Linked DNA regions of Salmo salar: region 2 is linked to region 1. The links are chromatin contacts, called in public Hi-C maps. All regions are on one chromosome and are shown on one strand. Each heading gives the region's core, a stretch centred on a gene start, on an enhancer-like site or on the middle of the called end of the contact. The rest is flanking DNA. Distances are from core to core; before and after follow the strand shown. Region 1 holds the start of LOC100194660 (Y-box binding protein-2). Region 2 holds the start of LOC106566958 (protein RER1).

What was found. A called contact is a pair of places that touch in the nucleus more often than the background predicts.
Region 2: a Hi-C map of gill shows a contact between it and region 1, with 2.3 times the contacts expected there. The contact joins the promoter of LOC106566958 here to the promoter of LOC100194660 in region 1. A contact is called at or near these places in 2 of 3 Hi-C or Micro-C datasets (blood and gill).

Annotation. Positions count from the first base shown.
Region 1 is chrssa13:45,558,456-45,563,470 of Ssal_v3.1, forward strand. LOC100194660 (Y-box binding protein-2) reads left to right here and starts at 2,586. Exons shown (of 8, transcript NM_001139744.1): 1 at 2,586-2,822. The coding sequence starts at 2,714.
Region 2 is chrssa13:45,842,370-45,847,384 of Ssal_v3.1, forward strand. It overlaps LOC106566958 (protein RER1), which reads right to left and starts at 2,015. Exons shown (of 7, transcript XM_014135656.2): 1 at 1,837-2,015.

The DNA.
Region 1 (5,015 bases), core at 1,336-3,835:
CTTTGGTGATGAAAAGTACATAATGCATGTCATCTCCCAATCAGACAACTGCATGCTATGACATGGGCCTGGATGGTGACATTTCTTCAAGCTGCCTGCCTGATGACTGTGGCCTTCAGTGGTACCAGAAGCAAGGGCCTTACCTGGAAGTAAAGCCATTCAGTCAACATGTATTGTATGTAACCACTCAAATTCATAAAAACTGCTACGGACACAATTACTGACTTATATTCACTTTACTTGTTCCATTCTTCAATCTTGTCTGAGATATATTTTTTTGTTGAGACCTGTGTGATATACATTAATAAAATGTATTCACCCTTTACATGAGACGTTCATATACTTTAGACCTTTTGAATCATAAGCTCCAAGTGTTGAGTTTAAGTTACCACAGAAATAAGTAAAAGTTAGTGACAAACATGCTATGAAAAAGTTGCTTTGTAATCTAATAAAATTAGTTTATACAAAACTATATTGCATTTGGTCATCCCCAAAATGTGGCCTTTAAGCCTTGATAGTGGCATCCTTCTTCAGGGAACTGTCTGCATATACCTGACAACAGGGTGGCAGGTTTTTTGATGTGCTGCTCTTAAGTTCCATAGTCCAACAGACTCACCTGGGGATAAGGGGATGGACACATTAGTTTTGATAAAAGTGTGGGAGACATTTACAGGGAGGAGAGAGCATGATTTATGGTGTGAGTTCAGTAAATCCAATCCAACAAGTGGCTCTAGATAATATACTATGTCATCACACTGGCGGACTGCCACAGTGAAGGAGGTTTACATGATACATTAGGTACACTATGAGTGTAGCTTACTTCTCTGTAGTCTGAAGAGAACGCAGGTAATTGGTCAGAAGGCTCTGGAGGTCCTTGGCCCATTCTGTCTCTGTAGCAGCTGGAGAGAGATGGATAGAGGTAGTGGGTCAGAAGGCTCTGGAGGTCCTTGGCCCAGTCTGTCTCTGTAGCAGCTGGAGAGAGATGGATAGAGGTAGTGAGTGCTAGAAAGAGAGAGAACCCTAACCCTGACTGGCCCAGGGCCTCCTGCCTAGTACCATGCAATGTAAAACAAAAATATCATGACTTACTGACAGAGTGCTCCATATTCCCGCTGGTAGCAATCCTCAACTTGGATGCAGCGAAATGTCCTGCCTTGTAGTATGGTTGCATCCTTCTCCACCAGGCTCAAAGAAATCAGATGACAAACCTGCAGAGATTAACAAGAAAATGGCACATGTATTTAGGAATCATGTATCAGTATGTCAATTTTCACATTCCTGTCTGTAAATGACAATAGATCTAATTAAAATTATGCATGCCATTGTGTGATAACAGCTATTACAAATTACAGTACATGGCATACATGTGAATTTATAACTTGCTAAGATATTATTTATTTTATGACACCATGTCTCATCTCACTAACAATTGCTAAGGCAAACAGTAAAGTACACTATTGTGGCTAGCTTCACATAGGTGATTTATTCCATCGTGACAGCATGCTCCTCCTTACTTGACTGCAGTTTAGTTCATTATCTAGCTAGCTAGCGAAGTGTAAAACTGAGTTAGATTACCATGCTTTTATGGACAACTGGACATTCCTCTCGCCCATCCCGGTAGACTACTTGCCTACTCTCGTCTCTTGGTCTGCTTCTAGGTTGAAAACTATACGGCGTAGTCCGGTGCCTTATTGTGAAAGGCAACCCACGCGTAACACAGACCTGGTACAGTTATTGGCTCAGTGTTCCAAAACTGTTCACCTGTTTCTCCGTCAAGCAAGGAAAATGTACCGTGTGTTATTTCTGGGAGTTTTTATTGTGCACGTGCGACAAAGCAACAAAATGTTAATTTATTATATATTATTGTGAAACATGACCTTTAAGCTTTGGACACTTTGTCATACAGTTGGCCAGGTCGCAGTTGTAAATGAGAACTTGTTCTCAACTTGCCTACCTGGTTAAATAAAGGTGAAATAAATTAAATACAGAACGCAGCCCAGGCAAATGCAATCGATCATCGCTCTGTGGCATTGATCAACCAATGGTGTGTTAGACACCACCCACATACCTTTGCTTGACACCCCCTCATTATCATATTGGAGGAAGAAATACAGAAATAGAGAAATTATATAAATGAATAAAATAAGTGGGATTAATTATTTAAATATTGATATATTTGTATGCAATCATTCATCCGTTTATCTATTTATGTATACATTTATATGGATGTATTAATGTATGTATCTATTTGTATGAATGCATTTATTCATTTAATTCTAATTACGGCAGTTTTGTTCCTCCATAATCTAGGCGTACTGTACAATGTAACAAAATGGGTTAGCTAGCTACAATGTGTCGTGATCGTGTAGCCGGTGTTGGTTTTCGACATTTCTCTTCTACCAATATTCACGGAATATTTTTGTTGTTGAATAACTGGCAACCAATATAACCAATAGTAACGAAAATGATTCGTTACGTTTATAGAGAAGAAAGAATTGACCAATTATATTACAGCGTGGGAGGGACTATGGCTAGGGATATTCCTTCGCGTCTTTTCTCATTCCTCCCAGTTCGATCGGCAACGGGAGCGGAGAGAGGAAAGTTGAGAGCCCGAAGGCAGCAGCCCCCACCACCGCCGGCCCAGGTTACCATCTAGAACCGGGAAACACACTAGAGAGCCACCGCCGGCAAAAGCCATAACCAACCAGAAAACATGAGCAGCGAGGCCGAGACACAACCGCCGGAGCCTGCTGTCGTCGACGCGGAGAGCCCATCCAGCCCGGCGGAAGCAGCCGTTTCCGCGGGGGATAAGAAGGTCATCGGTAAGCAAGCTGGCCAGGTGAACCATTAAATGCAAATGTGGGTTTATTGGCACGGTAACGTTACTCCCAAAAGCTTACTAACTTGCCTACAATTCGCTTAACTAAAAACTATGTCCGTTGGCTAACTGACGTTAGTTCACAACGTCAGCTGATTATTAAAACGGTTAACGTTAGTTACCTAACTAGCTGTCTAAATCTAGATATTGTTATTGGCTAACTAGTTAGATAACAACCGCTAAGTAGTGTTCCGTTTCTTTATTTAGTTTGCTAGTTTGAAATCGTTTAACGTTATATCGTTGATAGTTAGTCTCAACTGTAACGGTACATTGGCCAATGTGCCAATTCAAAATGTCAGTTGGTCTACAACTGTTTTCTACCTAGCCTAACGGGTAACGCATCAATCCGTCTGACCACACACCTGACCTGTGAGACAAGTTTACAGGTAACGTTGGCTAGCTAATACTGTAATGCATGTGGTTTGGCCTCTGGTTTGTCACATGTTGTAACTGTAACCAACGTTAGTTAGATTGACCGTAAAGAACACTGTTTCCAATACATTGGTAGTGTATACGACAGTTTTGCTTGCATTTTATTTTCTAAAGTTATAATGGGGACTTGTAACAAACAATTCATTGAGGCCCATGATTGACTGCACTGCAGAGGCTCGATTGCATTCGTATCCCTTTGTTCGCAGCTATGCACATACTAATTAACTTGCTTGCTAGCGATCATGCTAACAACCTCGCTAATACATTGCTAACGTTAGATAACTATATAACCAAGTGTACGATGAAAAAACATAGCCCCCAAATGATTATTAAAATTAAAATTGCAGATGGCCAAGCTAGTCAGCTAGCTAGCTTTCCGTTCGGGTGAGTTGATAGCTATAGGGGCCCCCAAAATGTCCGCCTTGATATTCGGATTCTACGAATTTCTTTTGTCCCGCTTTAGCTGACAATTGTACTTTTATTAAGCATGAAACCGTACCCAACACTATATTTCTAACTCGGTGCACATGAGTATTAATTTGACGTTATGAACGACATCCTGGCTCATGTCCAACCACATGGTTGAGACCAAATTATAATATGCTAACGTTAGCTAGCAAAATAGCAAGCCATCATCATGGGGCGCGACGCCACGTGCGAAGATTCAAGCCTTGCTCTGTTGAACTGGGTAAATGGTTGTCTAGCTAGTTACCTAGTATTCATTAATGATGCGCGGAAAATAATTAGCAGTCCAGCTAACACGTAGCATGGGCGTTTTTGGAGCTAATGATGTAGGGGTGCAACTTTGGTTTTAGCCAGCCACCTGCACGCCTGACCCCCACCAGTCTAGTCAATAACTCAACTCTATCAATTTCCTTCCCATTTTTAAAATAAAAAATACAAATGTATTCTAAGAGTAATGTTTGGAAACAAGTAATAAAAACTAAAAAGAACACATTTACACAAACAACACAATGAATCAATAATGAATCTCTAATAGTACACTGTAGAGGCATTTTTACTTGCACACTGTAGAGCTGGGTCGTCCTGTCCCTAGAGGTCAACCACCCTGCAGCTCCCCCCACTTTGCTTTAGGATCTTAGTGAAACATTTTATTATTGATTTCAGGTGGGTTAGGCCAAGGCCAGAGTGACAACCCACAGGACAGCAGCCCCCCAGAGCCAGGACTGAGCAGCCCAGCAGCTAAAGATTGCTTAAATAGATATCTCCCCTGATGTGGGCATGTTTTCAATATACTTCTTTTGTCGTACTGTATTCCATGTAAGGCATCCAGACTTTATGAAAGTTGCCCAATATATCCTTAATCTTGTAATCAAATATAGTGATACCTAAATTGACATTTCCTCCATCCTTTGACATTGTGGAAGGATAACCAATGGTTATAGTTTCATGTGATAAGTCTCCAGTATCAACATTTCCAAGCAAACCAAAACAGGGAGAATGGAGAATCTGTAGCCATGCTGAGATAAAAGAACATAATCTTTGCCATAATTCAGCCAGCCTTCACAAGACCATAACATATGCAAATGTACCCTTTATGTTAATTTACCTCCAGCAGAGGAATTACTTTTGATTCCATGTTATTGTTTTGCTGGCATATATTAGTTTCTATGGGTGGTTTTACACGGCAGCAATTTGTCTGAGATTATACGAGCATGACTTGGCATTCAAACATTTGTATCCA
Region 2 (5,015 bases), core at 765-3,264, 280 kb after region 1:
AGTTGAGTGCCTTTGTTTGCTGAAATCCATATTTTTTTATAAAACATGAATCAAGTACAACCGACTGGTTGTTGAGATTCAAAATTGGCACATGCATATGCCATCTAAAAGCAACAAGCAAACAATCTGATTTCTGCAAACAAGGAAAGACATGCAACTAGAGGGCAAACATAGATACATCATGGTAAGTGTTACATAATGTAAATGTTTAAGTATTGACCTTGGGAGCGATTCGATGTAATAGTAGCTGAATTCCACAAAGCCTGGTCCCTGCTCAACTCCATGGAATTGAGTTAAGTCAGCTACATCAACATAGGATAACTGACATGTTATCCTGAACCAGTTCTGCAAACGTTATGTCATAGTACTCACCAAAATAGTTTTGCAGAGAAAGTATTGTCATTATTGCCGTTTGGCATGGTATGTACTGCCAAAAAAGGTCTAAATAAAATAAATTATCTTAAGGAATACTGTACTGCTGCTGGATCAGCCTTCCTGTGCGTGGTAGTAATCAGTTATTATATTGGGAGGTGCCGAAGGTGGATTTGGCTCATGCACTCAACTATTTTTATTTAGAAATCTTTTGCAAGTACATACTGCGCACAACGGCAGTAAAGACGCTGCGAAACTCCATATTTTGGGTGCGTACTGAACTTATTTTGACATCACATTTGCAGAGCTGATTAATGGGACTTTGAAATTTAAGGATAATGGGCATCAGAGGAGATATCTTCTCCTCAAGCCTAAGTACTGGTTTAATGTTATCCCAACTCGGCCCACCCAAAGTCCTTGGCTTGTAATAGGCTAGCCCCCTTGGAAGGTCTACCGGCTCAAACGATAATAGTTTCATTTTAATTACCATTCATGTCAAATGTCACGTTGCTTATCAAACAGCGGTCCAATTATTGTGAGACTTAAGTTAGCTGATAATGACAGACTTGATAGCCGAATTAAACTAAACCCCACGATTTACGAGCTGCGACTAGTGTGGGCAGACTGGAGTTCCGAAGTCACAAAATTAAATTAATCAAAAACGACATATTTCAGCACCCAAAGAATAGCCCTGAAATCGGTAGTTTGTATTAAAAACATAACATAAGCCGCCCACACACTAGTCGGCGCGCAACTCTATTGTAAATCGTGGAGTTGAGTCGCTCACATAGACGGTCTCTTCTCATAATGGCTAGTTAGCTCCCCAACATTGAATCGTTTACTGGTTAGCTAGCGAGCAAGCCAACGAATGCAGTTGCTAGCTACTGTAGCCAGCTAAAACAATTATTTATAGTGTTTGAGATGTTTAGCATTTGTGTTTTTGATTTATAGCACAATTTTGATTAAATGTTTTCCTGTCTCGCAAGCAGGGTGAGTGACGTTAGCTAACATTAGAAAAAGCTAATTAGTGATGCCCGCCTCAAAAAACAACTTCCTGGTTTGTGTAGTTTTTAAACAACCACCTTTCATTAACAGTGTGTGTGAAACACTGATGGATTCACTCTACTTCCCATAATGTGTAGCGGGAATCAAACAGTTCAACCCTGCTACTTTACAGAAGGAAATTGTAGTCTTTAATCTCAATCTTGTCATTTTGATGGCTACAAATCAGCGGAGATTGAACTACACCCACCAGCAGTAACTTCGTGAATTTGACAACTCACTTCCGGTTAGAAACCGAGCCCTTTCTAGCTAGCATAGGCATAGCATCTCGATACCATATTGAGAGAGGAATTCAATTGAAATATGACTTTGGTATTGGTTCCCTTAATTCAACTAAAACTAAAGAACATGTGTTCACACACCTACTGACAGACATACTGCTGCAAGACAGGTTTTTCTTACCTGATTCTGCCGCTGTGTCACTCTCGGCTCTACCTAACTACCTCTCGTGCTGGTTCGGCTAATGTGTACACGTCAGTACTTCCGCGAGGACTCGCTTTAAAGTACGGCAGGCAAGATCAGAAGAGCCAAGAAAACCCTGGACCGTGTGGGAGATGCACAGGGGGTTTGTGGCACTTTGCCTGGCCACTGGAGAAATGAAAATACCTACTTCTTTCAAAAGACAAGGGGAAAATATGAACTACAATTATATATGACACTATTGCAACAACAACAAATAATCCAGCCAAACCTGTACTTTGAATTGCTTTTCACATAGCCTAAAATAATGCTCCTAATTAAATAGCCTACTTATTCTTTCTCTCTAAAAATAATATAATACAGCATATGACAGAGTACACACACCTTTTGACAAGTTGTATGTTTACTCATTAGGACGAGGGTCATTAACTATTTGAAGGAACTTACAATGCATTCGGAAAGTATTCAGACCCCCTGACTTTTTCCACATTTTGTTGCGTTACAGCCTTATTGTAAAATTGATTAAATAAATAAAAATCCTCATTAATCTTCACACAATAACCCATAATGAAAAAGTTAAAATGTTTTCAAATGTATATAAAAAAAACGGAAATATCTTATTTACATAGGTATTCAGACCATTTGCTATAAGACTCGAAATTGAGCTCAGGGGGATCCTCTTTCCATTGATCATCTGCAACTTGATTGGAGTCCAACTGTGGTAAATTCAATTGATTGGACATGATTTGGAAAGGCACACACCTGTCTATATAAGGTCCCACAGTTAACAGTGTATGTCAGGGCAAAAACCAAGCCATGAGGTTGAAGGTCTGTGAGATCTGTGCCGCGACAAGATTGTGTCGAGGCACAGATCATTTATGCAGCATTGAAGGTCCCCAAGAACACAGTGGCCTCCATCATTCTTAAATGGAAGAAGATTGGAACCACCAAGACTCTTCCTAGAGCTGGCCACCCGGCAAAACTGAGCTATAGGGGGAGAAGGTCCTTGATCAGGGAGGTGACCAAGAACCCGATGGTCACTCTGACAGAGCTCAGGAGTTCCCTGTGGAAATGGGAGAACCTTCCAGAAGGACAACCATCTCTGCAGCACTCCATCAATCAGGCCTTTATGGTAGAGTGGCCAGACAGAAGCAACTCCTCAATAAAAGGCACATGACAGCCAGTTTGGAGTTTGCCAAAAGGCAACCAAAGACTCTCAGAACATGAGAAACAAGATACTCTGGTCTGATGTAACCAAGATTTAACTCTTTTGCCTGAATGCCAAGCATCAAGTCTGAAGGAAATATGGCATCATCCCCATGATAAAGCATGGTGGTGGCAGCATCACACTGTGGAGATGTCACCTCGCTCATCAACTCATCCTTGACCGCTGGCTACGTCCCTTCCGTCTTCAAGAGAGCGAGAGTTGCACCCCTTCTGAAAAAACCTACACTCGATCCCTCCGATGTCAACAACTACAGACCAGTATCCCTTCTTTCTTTTCTCTCCAAAACTCTTGAACGTGCCGTCCTTGGCCAGCTCTCCTGCTATCTCTCTCAGAATGACCTTCTTGATCCTAATCAGTCAGGTTTCAAGACTGGGCATTCAACTGAGACTGCTCTTCTCTGTGTCACGGAGGCTCTCCGCACTGCTAAAGCTAACTCTCTCTCCTCTGCTCTCATCCTTATAGACCTATCTGCTGCCTTTGATACTGTGAACCATCAGATCCTCCTCTCCACCCTCTCCGAGTTGGGCATCTCCGGCGCGGCCCACGCTTGGATTGCGTCCTACCTGACAGGTCGCTCCTACCAGGTGGCGTGGCGAGAATCTGTCTCCGCACCACGCGCTCTCACCACTGGTGTCCCCCAGGGCTCTGTTCTAGGCCCTCTCCTATTCTCGCTATACACCAAGTCACTTGGCTCTGTCATATCCTCACATGGTCTCTCCTATCATTGCTATGCAGACGACACACAATTAATCTTCTCCTTTCCCCCTTCTGATAACCAGGCGGCGAATCGCATCTCTGCATGTCTGTCAGACATATCAGTGTGGATGATGGATCACCACCTCAAGCTGAACCTCGGCAAGACGGAGCTGCTCTTCCTCCCGGGGAAGGACTGCCCGTTCCATGATCTCGCCATCACGGTTGACAACTCCCTTGTGTCCTCCTCCCAGAGTGCTAAGAACCTTGGCGTGATCCTGGACAACACCCTGTCGTTCTCCACTAACATCAAGGCGGTGACCCGATCCTGTAGGTTCATGCTCTACAACATTCGCAGAGTACGACCCTGCCTCCCACAGGAAGCGGCGCAGGTCCTAATCCAGGCACTTGTCATCTCCCGTCTGGATTACTGCAACTCACTGTTGGCTGGGCTCCCTGCCTGTGCCATTAAACCCCTACAACTCATCCAGAACGCCGCAGCCCGTCTGGTGTTCAACCTTCCCAAGTACTCTCATGTCACCCCGCTCCTCCGCTCTCTCCACTGGCTTCCAGTTGAAGCTCGCATCCGCTACAAGACCATGGTGATTGCCTACGGAGCTGTGAAGGGAACGGCACCTCCATACCTTCAGGCTCTGATCAGGCCCTACACCCAAACAAGGGCACTGCGTTCATCCACCTCTGGCCTGCTGGCCCCCCTACCTCTGAGGAAGCACAGTTCCCGCTCAGCCCAGTCAAAACTGTTCGCTGCTCTGGCACCCCAATGGTGGAACAAGCTCCCTCACGACGCCAGGACAGCGGAGTCAATCACCACCTTCCGGAGACACCTGAAACCCCACCTCTTTAAGGAATACCTAGGATAGGATAAAATAATCCTTCTACCCCCCCCCCCTTAAAATATTTAGATGCACTATTGTAAAGTGGTTGTTCCACTGGATATCATAAGGTGAATGCACCAATTTGTAAGTCGCTCTGGATAAGAGCGTCTGCTAAATGACTTAAATGTAAATGTAAATGTTTTTCAGCGGCAGACTAGTCAGGATCTACGAAAAGATGAACGGAGCAAAGTACAGAGAGATCCTTGATGAAAACCTGCTTCAGGGCGCTCTCGACCTCAGGCTGAGGTGAAGGGTCACCTTCCAACAGGACAGCGATCCTAACCACACTTCTAAGACAACGCAGTTGTGGCTTCCTGACAAGTCTCTGAATGCACTTGAATGGC